Regions from separate parts of the Salmo salar genome. Here region 2 is linked to region 1. Evidence: chromatin contacts called from public Hi-C data. All regions are on one chromosome and are shown on one strand. Each heading gives the region's core, a stretch centred on a gene start, on an enhancer-like site or on the middle of the called end of the contact. The rest is flanking DNA. Distances are from core to core; before and after follow the strand shown.

Region 1 (6,992 bases), core at 771-3,270:
GTTATGGACAAAAGAGAAAGATTATTTGTGTTTGTCAAACGGCAGCCAAGCATCGATCATGTCACCAGAATAAGACCCTCGATATTTATTGGAAAAGAGCATCAAGCTCATCACCTTTCACGTTCACTACCCTGTGAAGTTCATCATAATTAATTGAATCTGTGCCTAATAAACTGGATGCTTTCCCGAGTCATAGTGGGAGGACCACAGAGATTCATCGCATGACTCCCAAGTTTACTTCGATGGTTATTATATCAATATGTGCGGAGAAAACCGTTTCCTCTGCCATTGTCCGCATTATTGATTTTACCTACACAATATCCCAGCTTGTCTAGCATATTTATTTTGGTCTACATTTGGAAAGTTTACCGACAAATTTGGCTTTTTTTATCCAACATGTCCTTTGCTGGAATAAAAAGGTTGGATTGAAACCTGTTTAGGGAAGCATTACAGATTGCGCTATAGCAATTTAAAGGTCATTCCGATTGAGTTGATATGCAGTGTTTACCGTGAATTCAGACCCCACTAACGCGGGAACATTGCTTTTAAATTTCAATCACGCTGTAATGCTGAACTTCCTTCTCTGTCTGTCTGTCTGTCTGTCTGTCTGTCTGTGTCTGTGTCTCTGCCTGTCTCTCTCTGTTATACACACACGCGCGTGCACACGCACACACACAGGACATTGCACACAGTTAATTACCACCCAAAATAACCTGAAATATAATAGCCCATTGGAATATTGGAACTCCAGTCTTTTAACCCAATTGCATCAACCTTCATAAAAGGGTCATGTTATCATCGTGATGGTTTCTGCTGCAACTCCCTCTGGTATATATTTAGATGTGTGAACAGCAGGGACAATGGGCTGTTTCCCAAATGGCACTATATTCCTTACATAGTGCATGCCTTTTGAGCAGAGCTTTATGGGCCCTGGTCATAAGTAGTAGACTATATAGGGAATAGGGTGCCATGTCGGACAGAACCAAGCTTAACAAGGAGAAAAGCTGAATTAGGCAGAGAATAAAGAGACTATTTCAAGACTGGCCTTTACATTGAACTCACTGCATGGCCTGAATGTGAAATAGCAACTGATGACTTAATTTTCCGCTGATATTTTTAGGCCTAGCTGCAAGATTGCCTGGGTTAGTACATTGGTATTTTAGGCCTAGCTACAAGATTGCCTGGGTTAGTACATTAAAAGAAGAACAAATCAGAAATTGGAAACGGGTGCAAAGTCATCTAGAGCCTAAAAAAATTACTTCCTTACATATTACATATGCACATTTTTATTTACCACATTTTATCCATCTTAATAAAAACGGGGCAAATCAATAGACTTTTAATCTGACACATTGCATTCGTGTTGTTGAGTCATATCACGATGACTAAGGCTTTTTTATTTTAACATCCCTCAATTTTTTAACTTTGATGTTGACAACATACCAAAAAAAAAAAAGGCTTAGAGTCTTTCTCTGCATTTTTGCCAATGTTTATAATTAATCCTACCTTGTCTGACAGATCCAGAAAAAAATACAATGGGTGGTTCTCTGAGGCAGCATTGCAGCAAGCTCTCTGCGTTTAATGCCGGTCTGAGCCTGGCATGAGCTGGCATCGCCAAAATGTGCACATTTCAGCAGAGGAGTCAGCAGTTTGCTGTGGCTTTGGAATTACACTGGCACTGTACAGGCACTTTAATCTGCCATCTTGGACAGAGACTAACACAAACACACTTCCACAAACTGCTAATATGCTATTTGATGTGTGTGTTTGTGTGTGTGCATATGTTCGTGTGTGTGTGTGTGTGTGTGTGTGTGTGTGTGTGTGTGCGTATGTGTGTGTGTGTGTGTGTGTGTGTGTGTGTGTGTGTGTGTGTGTGTGTGTGTGTGTGTGTGTGTGTGTGTGTGTGTGTGTGTGTGTGTGTGTGTGTGTTTTGTTCTCAGAGTGGACTATATAGGCTACTGAAAATAAACTTTGAGATGCTGCAGATGTACCTTTGAGATTTAAACTTAATCATACTTTGGGGTGGGGGTTCTAAAATCAAGGTACTCCCCTTGGACATGCCCAATCACTCACTATGTGACATCACCCTGCTGCATGGGCGTTTAGACCAATCAAATGGAAGTAAACAGCTCCAAAAGTGAACGTTATGATACCCCCGCGAGCCCTCCCCTACCTTTGCCCCTGCACACACCGTGCTCCTGGAAGTTGTCATGGAGATAGACCCGTCCCAGGCGTCTGCTCTCGGGATTGTTGCCATGGAGATCCCTACTCGAGGTGAGCTCTCGGCAGTGCAGGAGGACGAGAGCAGCACGCAGCTAGGGTTCGAGAAGCGAATTCAGGACCTTGGAGAGCAGCGGCGCCAAGGACCCCCTTTCAGCCAAGGGAACTACTACATGCTTATAGTGATAGGAGAGATAGCGACAGACCACCAGCTGCAACGCGCTAGAGACCACGTTGAGCGGGGTGAGTAGTCCCGAGTCACCGAGTCTCACTTTTTACATAATAATGCTGTAATTCCAGCATGCATTACGTCCTCTAATATATATATAACAGCATAGAAAAGATCGAAACGTATAAGATACAATTGAAAGATATTAAAAATGCGTGGACGGTTTCCTTTTAAGGAAATGCCGCATCGGGAATATTGAATCTGCAGTTCAACGAAATGCCCATACGCCACTTTTTACTGGAACCTTTTGTGCAATATAGACTTCTGGTTTGCTTGAAGTGCACCTGTTTTGTCTTGAACGTTTCACAATCGTTTAATAAATTACGAGGGATTATCTAATTCTTCGGTTAAAAAAAGAAAATTGAGTACATATTTGTTCGTTTTTCAAAATAGGGACACAAACACATGTCATAATAATTGCTTCCCGAATAATTCATGCTTGTTTTGAATAGCTTACAATATAAGATGTAGCCTTCAGGTTTTTTTCTATAGCCCATTTGTTTAAAAAACAAAATGTGAACGTGATCCTAATCACACATGTAGCCTGCCATTAGAGCGCCCACTACAAGAAGGGGAAAAAAGTTCCGCACATTCTCAGCAATGGTGTGATACACAAACAACAGCAACGAATTGACCATGAGGTGGGAAAATGCTTAGAATAACTGGTTTGCCTTGTTAGAAAAGCACCCTGCCGAGCTGCTGGTGTGTTGTCCTCATGAATAATGAGTCACCCACAGCACTGAAACATTCAGAAGGATGTTCGGTTAAATACAGTAGTGTTGTTGTCTGGCAGGTTCTCTCTGTATCAAGGAAGCCTAGGGACTATGCCAAGTGTTGCAGCTATGGGAAAATCTTCAGTGTGAGCTAAAAGGCTAAATGGTTGCCATTTGGATAATAGAAAGCTGGGTGTCATCCAGTGTTTCTTAACACAGTGTGTTATGTCCCAAATGGCACCCTATACCCCTTGCCTTCATATTGCACTACTTTTGACCAGGGCCCACAGGGCTCTGGTCAAAAGTAGTGCACTGTATATGGAATAGGGTGCCATTTGACACAGACTTGTGGTGTGAAAGAATGCTAGGTGTTTTCACAGGAGTTTGCTGGTCAGCAGCAATTGGAGCGTGGCTGCCAGCTCTCCTTCGCCGGAGACGGCTAATGATGAATCACCCTATTAAGTGCCTGGCTCGCACCATGGCAACCGCCTCATTGCCATCATTACCAAGGACCATGCACGTCATGACACTTTTTCTCGGGATATGAGAGATCGCCATCATCACCATATTGTTTTTCCGTACAAAGTGATATCAAAATAGCCTGGATGCCGGTCTGTTTCCATTCATGCCAACATCTCGTGGTTTTGGGAAGGCAACAGAAATCGTCGTGAATGCAGAATGAGTCAGGCAACCCTCCCTGCTAGTTCCATTGGGATTTTATCCTGTAAAAGTCTTGACCTCTCCGTTCTCTTGTAGTCTGAAAGTGACGTCAATACTTGGTAGGCTGCCATTGGATGGAGATGCGTGGCCATTTTATGTTGCCTTGGATCAGACTACTGGTCTCCAGTTGGGTTTAGTCCTCTGATCAAGGTCTGAATGATGACCCTATTGACAAACCTCTGCAGACAATACCCTATGATCACAATATACTTGAGTCCTAGGCCTAGATTCAATCAGATCAAGCATTAACTGGCCATAGCAGACACAGGCATAGCAGATGTTTTGGCGTTGTCGGAGGTGGAACTGCGTAGAAGCCGTGAAATCAATGAGCAGCTGCGCTTGTGATCATTGTCATGAAGCCACACCTGCCCCACTCGCGTTACAAGTTCAGAACGAGAAAGTGTAGGCGATATAGAAAATCATTCAACGGAATAATGAGGATTTCTGTCATAATCGAGGTGTAGATTACATCTCACATTCCAGTGTTTGAACTTGTAAACAAGGCTTAATGCGACTCCATGCAGCCAACGGCAGTGTCCGCTTTAGATATAATGCCTGGAGCCACTTGGTGCTTGATCAGACACCACCAAAACAACCACCATGCGGACGTTGGCTAAAGTGGATCAGATTGAATCGAGCCCCTTGTGTTGCATGTTGTGTAAGCCACCCCAAGTTGACCACTGTCTGTAGTCTTTATTAGCAAAGACATTTAGCTAGCAAGCTCCCAGTGGCCATGAGCGGCCAACCATTTGCAGAGTTCACCGGCCAACTGCCTATTGCTCATGGGCTTTACAGCAGGCCGACAACAACAAGCGAAAATGACTAACAATGTCATGTCAACTGTTGGTTAGCCATAGATGGTGGGTATATGCTGACATTAGATGTAAGAGCCCATTGAAATGTGAACGCTACCATTGTAGTCCAATTGTATCACTGTCCCATCAAGGGTAAGTGTGGTAGGCTATGGGAGACAGCAGCTTGGAGGAGGTTGGGTATGACTTAATTTACCAATATTATACACAGTTGTTCTTGGGATCTGCTTGAAAACTTCCCCCCGTAGTTTAGGGACCGGGGATAGTTTAGGGACCGGGGATAGTTTAGGGACCGGGGATAGTTTAGGGACCGGGGATAGTGTAGGGACCGGGGATAGTTTAGGGACCGGGGATAGTTTAGGGACCGGAGATAGTTTAGGGACCGGGGATAGTTTAGGGATAGTTGAGACAGTTACCGCTATGAGGGCATTTCGTTTTGCTTCCTTCTGTTTAATAAAATATAGTTCATGGGTCATTCTTGAATTGCGGTGTCATTTGGGATAAAATTCAATGGTTTTTCTAGAATTGTTTTCATTTAAATATATTTGGGTACTGTTGTGTAAGTTGTGTATTGGGGTATTTGGAATCAGTGACAATGTTTGCTGCTGCATTAGAGAAATCAAAAACAAGTACCACATGTCAGAAGGTTTGCAACGTACCTCAACTCGCACCTCTTCATCCGTGGGATTGGCCCAGAAGAGTCATGGCAACGCATACACGTCAACTTCGAAGGTCCATTTCTTGACCAAATCTTTCTCGTGCTTGTGGATGCTCATAGCAAGTGGCCGGTGGGTGTCATCATGAGGTCTACTACTGCAGAGAAGACCATCGAGAAGTGTTTAGTCGGTTCAGATCGCCACTCCAACTTGTTAGAGACAACGGACCACAGCTAGTGTCCCAAGAAATGGCCACGTTCCTACAGGTGAATGGCGTCCAGCACATCAGGTTCGCACCGTGTCATACATCAACCAACGGGCTGGCGGAGAGGGTTGTACAGACCATGAAACATGCCTTAAAAGTGTCTCAGGGTCAAGGGACACTGAACCAATGCGTGAACAGGTCACTCATCATGCAACCCCCGAGCTTTCCCTGCTTAGGTACTCATGAAGAGAGATCTACGCACAAGATTCGATCTACTCAAACATCCGAACGCAAAGAACACAGGGCGATATGTCAACAGGAGAGTCAAGTCAAACGTCATGAGCTTTCAGGACTGAGCTTTCAATCTGGGAGAAACTGTCTTAGCAAGGAACTACCTCAAAATGACCAAAGTGGGTTCCTGCAGCAGTCATTGCTCAGACTGTTCCTGTGTCCTACACTGTCCAGACTGCAGAGGAGGTCATCTGGAAAAGGCACACAGATCAGTTACTGTTGAGTAAAGAAACACTGACAGAACCACCAGTCGTGAGTAATCCAGAACTGTTACTGGGTGACACCCGGACCCAGCAGTCATCACCTAGGGGCTTACAGTCACGTTCTCAGGACACTGACTCAGCCGGCACCCACACAACAACACGACGAGGCTGTGACACAGGCTACTCACGTGCCTACGCCTGTGTCAACACGACAGTCTAAAGACGTCGTTGTTGAGAGTCAGGTTGACCGTCGTTACCCTACGATAGATGGGCGGGCGTCTAGATACTTGGACTTGAAGAGCAGACTCTCCCGACAGTTCATGTAGGAGGGAAGACGTTGTTGTGTATTGGGTTCGTGCCGCAGAGCATCATGGGGGTTGTATGGTGTTCAGACTTAGCATGTTCAAATAAATGGTTGAACTGATTCCCGTCTCCCATCTCGTCATTATTTAATTGTTATAAAGACGTGGTTATGAAACCCACAAGACATCTTCCCGTTCTCAATCGACTAACAGCGTCATGACTTTAAATCAATTTTACCATTATGATAACATTGTGCCGCAACCAGGAACAGTAACACCAATTAGACATTTTAGATTATTGAGGCTTTTCTTAAATGGAGGCCACAGATGCACAATCCTAAAGTCATTAACCCTTTAAAAATAATTTACTGAAGTAATATGATTAATAACTTTGGACACAATGCTATTTCCCTTCATTTAAATTGTGTAACACCAAGTGAGACTTTGGATTTAGACACAAATGTATGACATACTAAAACCGTGTGATTAGCTAATCATTTTCTTTAGTATAAACCCCTTCCCTGATAACAGTTTGCCATTGGGGAATGCTCAATGTCCTTTGAAATGGGTGATTTTGAAGGCAGTAACACCAATGACATAAAACTGAGGGACAAACAGTATATCAGTTCAAATAAATTGCT
Region 2 (7,038 bases), core at 2,293-4,792, 120 kb after region 1:
TGTGGAACGCTTTCGACACCTTGTAGAGTCCATGCCCCGACAAACTGAGGCTGTTCGAGGGAAAAAGGGGGTGCAACTCAATATTAGGAAGAAGTTCCTAATGTTTTGTACACTCAGTGTATATCCATCCTGTAGGAAAATGGTGGGTCAGAGAGACATATATTAACAGATAAATGCAGTGTAGAGGCCGGTAATCACAGCCGTTGTTAAGAATGAACGTCGAAACCAAACAGATGGAGACAGGACGTCTTGTGAAGTAGAAACTCAGAGAAATGGAGATCTTGATATTATGATGTCATTACGCAGCCAATTTCAAACCCAAATAGTTTCCCCAAAAGACATGCAAGATAAAAGGGAAACTAAGGAGTGGCGAGGTATACTTGAAAAAAAGGCAGACATACCGTTAGTCGGATGCCTGGCAAACGACACAGAAAATCTCTTTACTGCCGGCATAGAGAACAGCTCTGAGGAAATAAGAAGGGTAACTGGCGTTACTGGGGATACATGCTACCTGTACACATGCCTGTATCTAGTGTGAGTGCATATGTACCTACGTGTGTGTTTTCCTGACCCCATGTGTCTTTAAACAAATACATTTAAAAAAAAAATTTGTTTAACTAGGCAAGTCAGTTAAGAACAAATTCTTATTTACAATGACGGCCTACAACGGCCAAACCCTAACGACGCTGGGCCAATTGTGCGCCGCCCTATGGGACTCCCAATCACGGCCGGTTGTGATACAACCTGGAATCAAACCAGGGTCTGTAGTGATGCCTCTAGCACCGAGATGCAGTGCCTTAGAACGCTGTGCCAAATCGGGAGCCCAAGTAGGTCCCCTCTATAATGCTGCAACTATGTACGGTATTGATGTGCCTGTGTGTGGTGAGTGATATGCAGCATGGGAAGGCAGCATGGAAGAAGGGGTAATGAAGGAACAATGGAGAATGTGGATGGGATGAAAAAGTGAATGATAACTCAATTGTGGTTGTTTTGAATGGAGACAGAGGACTGACATTTGGCACTGGTGAAGTGGGCATGAGATTTAACAACAACCTATATTAAAATAGTGTAACCATCTGGATTTGAGAGCTGTGACTGTAGACACAATCCTTGCTCATTTGTCCTTGCAACGTACCAGTGCCTTTGGCCAGCATTATATATGTGAGTGAGTGAGTGAGTGAGTGAGTGAGTGAGTGAGTGAGTGAGTGAGTGAGTGAGTGAGTGAGTGAGTGAGAGTGAGTGAGTGAGACTGCAAAAACACACAAACACAGAGACAAAACCCCCATCACCATAGAAAAGCCTTGGTGTTATTCTAAACCCCACACATCTCTAGTCTCATACAAGCAAAATATGTAACATCTTCAAGCATAATATTAAAGCGACCATTTCTTAAAGTGTACCTAATATCAAGTATACGGTGAAAACAAAGTGCACAGTGACACCCATTGGACAAAACGGGCACTTCAATTCAATCCGCAGTGGAACAATCGTTCCTCTTCACATGCAGGTGGCAGGTCATTTGTTCTTCATATTACATACTGTGCAGTTCCTATCAGGGTGCTGGCTGATCTGACTCGATGACAAGAGGTAGGTGTCAGCTTTTGAATTAAGCCAGTCTTTGTGCGCCAACACTCCAAGCCATATGCCCTGATGAAAACATTTGCGAGAATCAGAGTTCAATTTATATGAGGCCCCCCTGGTGGCTATAATAATAGTCAACTCACCATTTCCCTCTATAGTGAGTCAGGAAATTGTGGTATGCAAGTGGGAATTATGCAAAGCTGGATTAATGGATCTCAAGACAGATTTGAAAATTCCCTGTTGATTAACAAATCCTTTCACCCCCTAGTTATGACATGCACACTGATACAGAATATATACAATTGTATAGACGAGATTTACTTAGCAACCTAATCACACACCGGTTATGTCATATAATCAAAGGCCATGTTGCTTTGATTAGGAGAAGCAGGATTACTGGTCATGGGTAACACATTTCATTGTGCGCAATCCAATACCAATCCATGCAATGTATAAAACCTACATTCTTAGCATATAATCACAATTGTGGTCACTACTCATGCTGTTGGGAGGGGGGGGGAAATCACTCAAGCAGAGGATTGTTCTAGAGGCAGAAGGATAGAGGGGGAGAGGAGGGCTCTTGGATAATTTGGGTGATCAAATAACTTATTGTCCACTAAGGTTGGGAAGGAGAGACAAGAGTGTTTGAGCAGGAACTAAAATGGCAGACATTTGACTTTTTTTTTTTTTTTTTACGGGCACCATGTACGGCATTTTCAGCGGCCATGTGAAAAGACAGGAGTTAGATAGCAGTCGATAGAGACAGAGATGGATAGAGGAAGGGACGTACCATCTCCAAAAGGCAAACCTGGGGACAAGGGGGGTTTGCGGTGGTGGGTGCGGACGTAGTCCCGCAGGTTGGGGGCGCTAGAGGACACCCCCAGGACAGAGGCACTGAAGAGGCCCGAGCACAGGGACCCTGTTGTGGAAGAACCGCGAGGTGGGAGAGAGGAGGGGAATGAGGGATGGGGGGGGGGTTAGTACTCATTGCACACCATGCTGTTCTTAATAAGAGCAGTTCAGTGTTGCTAAGGGGTGTGTGTGTGTGCGCCTGTGTGTGTTCATGAATAGAGTGGAGCACACAAACGGAGACCACTCCTAACACCGGGCCCCTAACCCCTCCTAAAAGAAAAATAGATAAGGCCTCTCCTTAAGGTCTCCCGGGATAGGAAACTGCCTAAGGGCTTTACACTTATATCAACAACTGTTAGGACCACAGACAAAGGATGACATGGATTTAAGAAATAAGAGGGCTTTTTAGTGTGAATACAATGCAATACAATACGAGACTCATGAGAACCTAATATAACAAAGTAGTCAAGGACTGTGGGGACAGAAACATTGCTATTGTTACAAATAACATAGGTTTTCTATAACCATCTGTTCAATTCCTAAAGCAGTTGGCATAGAAATAGTCACAGCAGAATAAGAATGCGGCTTTATCTTTCCTTTATTCTGGTCTAAAGTGAGCTGTGCTGGAATCGGTGGTTTGGTGGGATGCAGGGACAGCGACAACATTTGAATGGTAATTTCAAAACAGGTTGACATAATTGAACAAGCTTGGTGCATACAGTACGAGTATGGAAAAGCAGCGGAAAACACATGCACGAGTCAAACCAACCTCTCAGCCCAAGTTCACATCAATGAGAAAACATGTTTTTTCCAGCCATTGTTTTTTTGATGCATCCATTGCACACTTTTATTTGTTTTATAAAGGCTTAGTAAGGTGTGAATATCACTATGTTAGAAAGTGGCCGGGGGTAACAAGCACCTCCAAATCCACGCACGGGGGACTAATTTTATCTGCGGTTATATTGAATCAACTTGTGGAAGATTCCTTGCTTCTCTTGACAGATTCATGTAAATAGAGACAGACTGGAATAGCATACAGGGGGGCTCTGCGGAGCCCAGACCCCCATATATAGAGCCCTATTGGCAGGAGAGGTCCTTGGTGGTGGGGCTCTAAGGCTACGTCCCAAATGGCCCCCTATTCCCTACATAGTCCAGTACTTTTGACCAGGCCCACGGTAGTGCACTCACTATAAAGGGAATAGGGGGGGCATTTGGGACACAGTCTAAGATGCATTCTCTCCACTAACTCTCCATTGACCTCTGGCCTACATAGTCTAAGCTTGGGAGCTTTGGCTGCTGGACCTACCTACCACCATGGAGTCACGGCAGCTATGCAGCCATCAGAAAGAGAGAGGAAGAAAAGGAGCGAGGGAGAGCGAGAGGGAGAGAGAGACAAACAGGGAGGCAAAACAGACAGAACGAGAGAGAGAAAGGGAAAGAGAAAGGTACAGAGAGAGAGAAAGGGGGGAGAGAGAACGAGAGGGCCGGAGAGAGAGCAAGAGAGAGCAACAGAACAAGAGACAGAGAACGAGAGAGCGAGCGAGACCCAGAGAGAGGTCATTCACATGACCCAAAGAGATTAGTGAGTGCTGATGACAGCGTTGCAGAAATATGACAGTGGCAGCAGTGGTTGGCAGAAACCAGATACCCACCTAGGCCAGTCGGTTTGATCTCAGGGGACTGGCGCGAGCAGGAGGGGAAGAGGCGGTAGGAGGCGCCCTTGGAGGAGGAGCCGGGGGAGGTCTCGGAGAGGACCTGGGTGGGGACAGGGAGACTGTCACAGTGTGACAGACCAAGACAGACAAACAGCTGACACTCAGACAGGTAGCGAAATAACCAAGCAGTCACTAATGGAGACATCAAATCAAATGTTATTCTTCACATGCGCCGAATACAACAGGTGTAGACCTTACAGTGAAATGCTTACTTAACAGCCCCTAACCGACAGTGCAGTTTAAAAAAATACGAATAAGAGATAAAAGTAACAAGTAATTAAAGAGGAGCAGTAAAAAATAACAATATATACAGGGGGATGCGCCAATACAGAGTCACTGTGCGGGGCACCGGTTAGTTAAGGTAGGGTGTACAGTTGAAGTCGGATGTTTACATACACCTTAGCCAAATACATTTAAACTCAGTTTTTCACAATTCCTGACATTTTATCCTGGTAACAATTCCCTGTCTTAGGTCAGAATAATAGTAGAGAGAATGATTTATTTCAGCTTTTTATTTATTTTATCATATTCCCAGTGGGTCAGAAGTTTACATACTCAATTAGTATTTGGTAGCATTGCCTTTAAATTGTTTAACTTGGGTCAAAGTTTTGGGTAGCCTTCCAAAAGCTTCCCACAATAAGTTGGGTGAATTTTGGCCCATTCCTCCTGACAGAGCTGGTGTAACTGAGTCAGGTTTGTAGGCCTCCTTGCTCATACATGATTTTTCAGTTCTACCCACACATTTTCTGTAGGATTGAGGTCAGGGCTTTGTGATGGCCACTCCAATACCTTGACTTTGTTGTCCTTAAGCCATTTTGACACAACTTTGGAAGTATGCTTGGGGTCATTGTCCATTTTTAAGACCCATTTGCAACCAATTTTTAACTTCCTTGAGATGTTGCTTCAATATATCTATATAATTTTCCTCCTCATGATGCCATCTATTTTGTGAAGTGCACCAGTCCCTCCTGCAGCAAAGAGCCCCCACAACATGATGCTGCCACCCACATCCTTTACGGTTGGGATGGTGTTCTTCGGCTTGCAAGCCTCCCCCTTTTTCCCTCCAAACATAACAATGGTCATTATGGCCAAGCAGTTATATTTTTGTTTCATCAGACCAGAGGACAATTCTCCAAAAAGTACAATCTTTGTCCCCATGTGCAGTTGCAAACCGTAGTCTGGCTTTTTTATGGCGGTCTTGGAGCAGTGGCTTCTTCCTTGCGGAGCGGCCTTTCAGGTTATGACGCTATAGGACACGTTTTACTGTGGATATAGATATTTTGTACCTGTTTCCTCCAGTGTCTTTACAAGGTCCTTTGCTGTTGTTATGGGATTGATTTTCACTTTTCGCACCAAAGTACATTCATCTCTAGGAGACAGAATGCATCTCCTTCCTGAGCGGTATTACGGCTGCGTGGTCCCATGGTGTTTATACTTGCGTACTATTGTTTGTACAGATGAACGTGGTACCTTCAGGCGTTTGGAAATTGCTCCCAAGGATGAACCAGACTTGTGGAGGTCTACAGTTTTCGGCCAATTTCTTTTGATTTTCCCATGATGTCAAGCAAAGAGGCACTGAGTTTGAAGGTAGGCCTTGAAATACATCCACAGGTACAATTGACTCAAATTATGTCAATTAGCATATCAGAAGCTTCTAAAGCCATGACATAATGTTCGGGAATTTTCCAAGCTGTTTAAAGGCACAGTCAACTTAATATATGTAAACTTCTGACCCACTGGAACTGTGATACAGTGAATTATAAGTGAAATAATCCGTCTGTAAACAATTGTTGGAAAAATTACTTGTGTCATGCACAAAGTAGATGTCCTAACCGACTTGCCAAAACAATAGTTTGTTAACAAGAAATTTGTGGAGTGGTTGAAAAACGAGTTTTAATGACTCCAACCTAAGTGTATGTAAACTTCCGACTTCAACTGTACATGTAGGTAGAGTTAATTAAAGTGACTATGCATAGATGACAACAGGGTTTCTGGGATGATGGTGTTGATGTGAGCCATGACCAGCCTTTCGAAGCACTTCATGGATACAGACGTGAGTACTACGGGTCGGTAGTCATTTAGGCAGGTTACTTTAGTGTTCTTGGGTACAGGCACTATGGTGGTCTGCTTAAAACATGTTGGCATTACAGACTCGGACAGGGAGAGGTTGAAAATGTCAGTGAAGACACTTGCTAGTTGGTCAGCGCATGCACGCAGTACACGTCCTGGTAATCCGTCTGGCCCTGCAGCCTTGTGAATGTTGACCTGTCTAAAGGTCTTACTCACATCGGCTGCGGAGAGCGTGATCACACAGTCTTCCGGTACAACTGGTGCTCTCATGCATGATTCAGTGTTATTTGCCTCAAAGTGAGCATAGAAATAGTTTAGCTCGTCTGGTAGGCTCGTGTCACTGGGCAGCTCTCGGCTGTGCTTCCCTTTGTACTCTAATGGTTTGCCGGCCCTGCCACATTCGACGAGCGTCAGAGATGGTGTAGTACGACTCGATCTTAGTCCTGTACTGATGCTTTGCCTGTTTGATGGTTCGTCGGAGGGCATAGCGGGAGTTCTTATAATCCTCCGGGTTAGAGTCCCGCTCCTTGATAGCGGAAGCTCTAGCCTTTAGCTCAGTGCGGATGTTGCCTGTAATCCATGGTTTCTGGTTGGGGTATGTACATACGGTCACTGTGGGGATGACATCATTGATGCACTTATTGATGAAGCCAATGACAGATCTGGTGTACTCCTCAATGCCATTGGAGGAATCCCAGAACACATTCCAGTCTGTGCTAGCAAAACAGTCCTGTAGCTTAGCATGTGCTTCATCTGACCACTTTTTTATTGATCTAGTCACTGGTGCTTCATGCTTTAATTTTTGCTTGTAAGCAGGAAT

What was found. A called contact is a pair of places that touch in the nucleus more often than the background predicts.
Region 2: a Hi-C map of muscle shows a contact between it and region 1, with 4 times the contacts expected there. The contact joins the enhancer-like site here to the promoter of LOC106560744 in region 1. A contact is called at or near these places in 2 of 3 Hi-C or Micro-C datasets (gill and muscle).

What each region holds. Positions count from the first base shown.
Region 1 is chrssa10:73,179,424-73,186,415 of Ssal_v3.1, forward strand. LOC106560744 (microtubule-associated protein 1A) reads left to right here and starts at 2,021. Exons shown (of 6, transcript XM_045688078.1): 1 at 2,021-2,463. The coding sequence starts at 2,211.
Region 2 is chrssa10:73,302,284-73,309,321 of Ssal_v3.1, forward strand. LOC106561102 (inositol hexakisphosphate and diphosphoinositol-pentakisphosphate kinase 1) reads right to left here. Exons shown (of 31, transcript XM_014124745.2): 26 at 4,086-4,188; 27 at 2,372-2,500; 28 at 402-464. Among protein-coding and RNA genes, the nearest start is that of LOC106561101, 45 kb to the right of the region's middle. Within about 2 kb of position 3,543, at least 1 of the 13 cell types and tissues checked has an H3K27ac peak or open chromatin away from gene starts, as enhancers often do. A contact at or near this core is called in muscle, where this site is marked.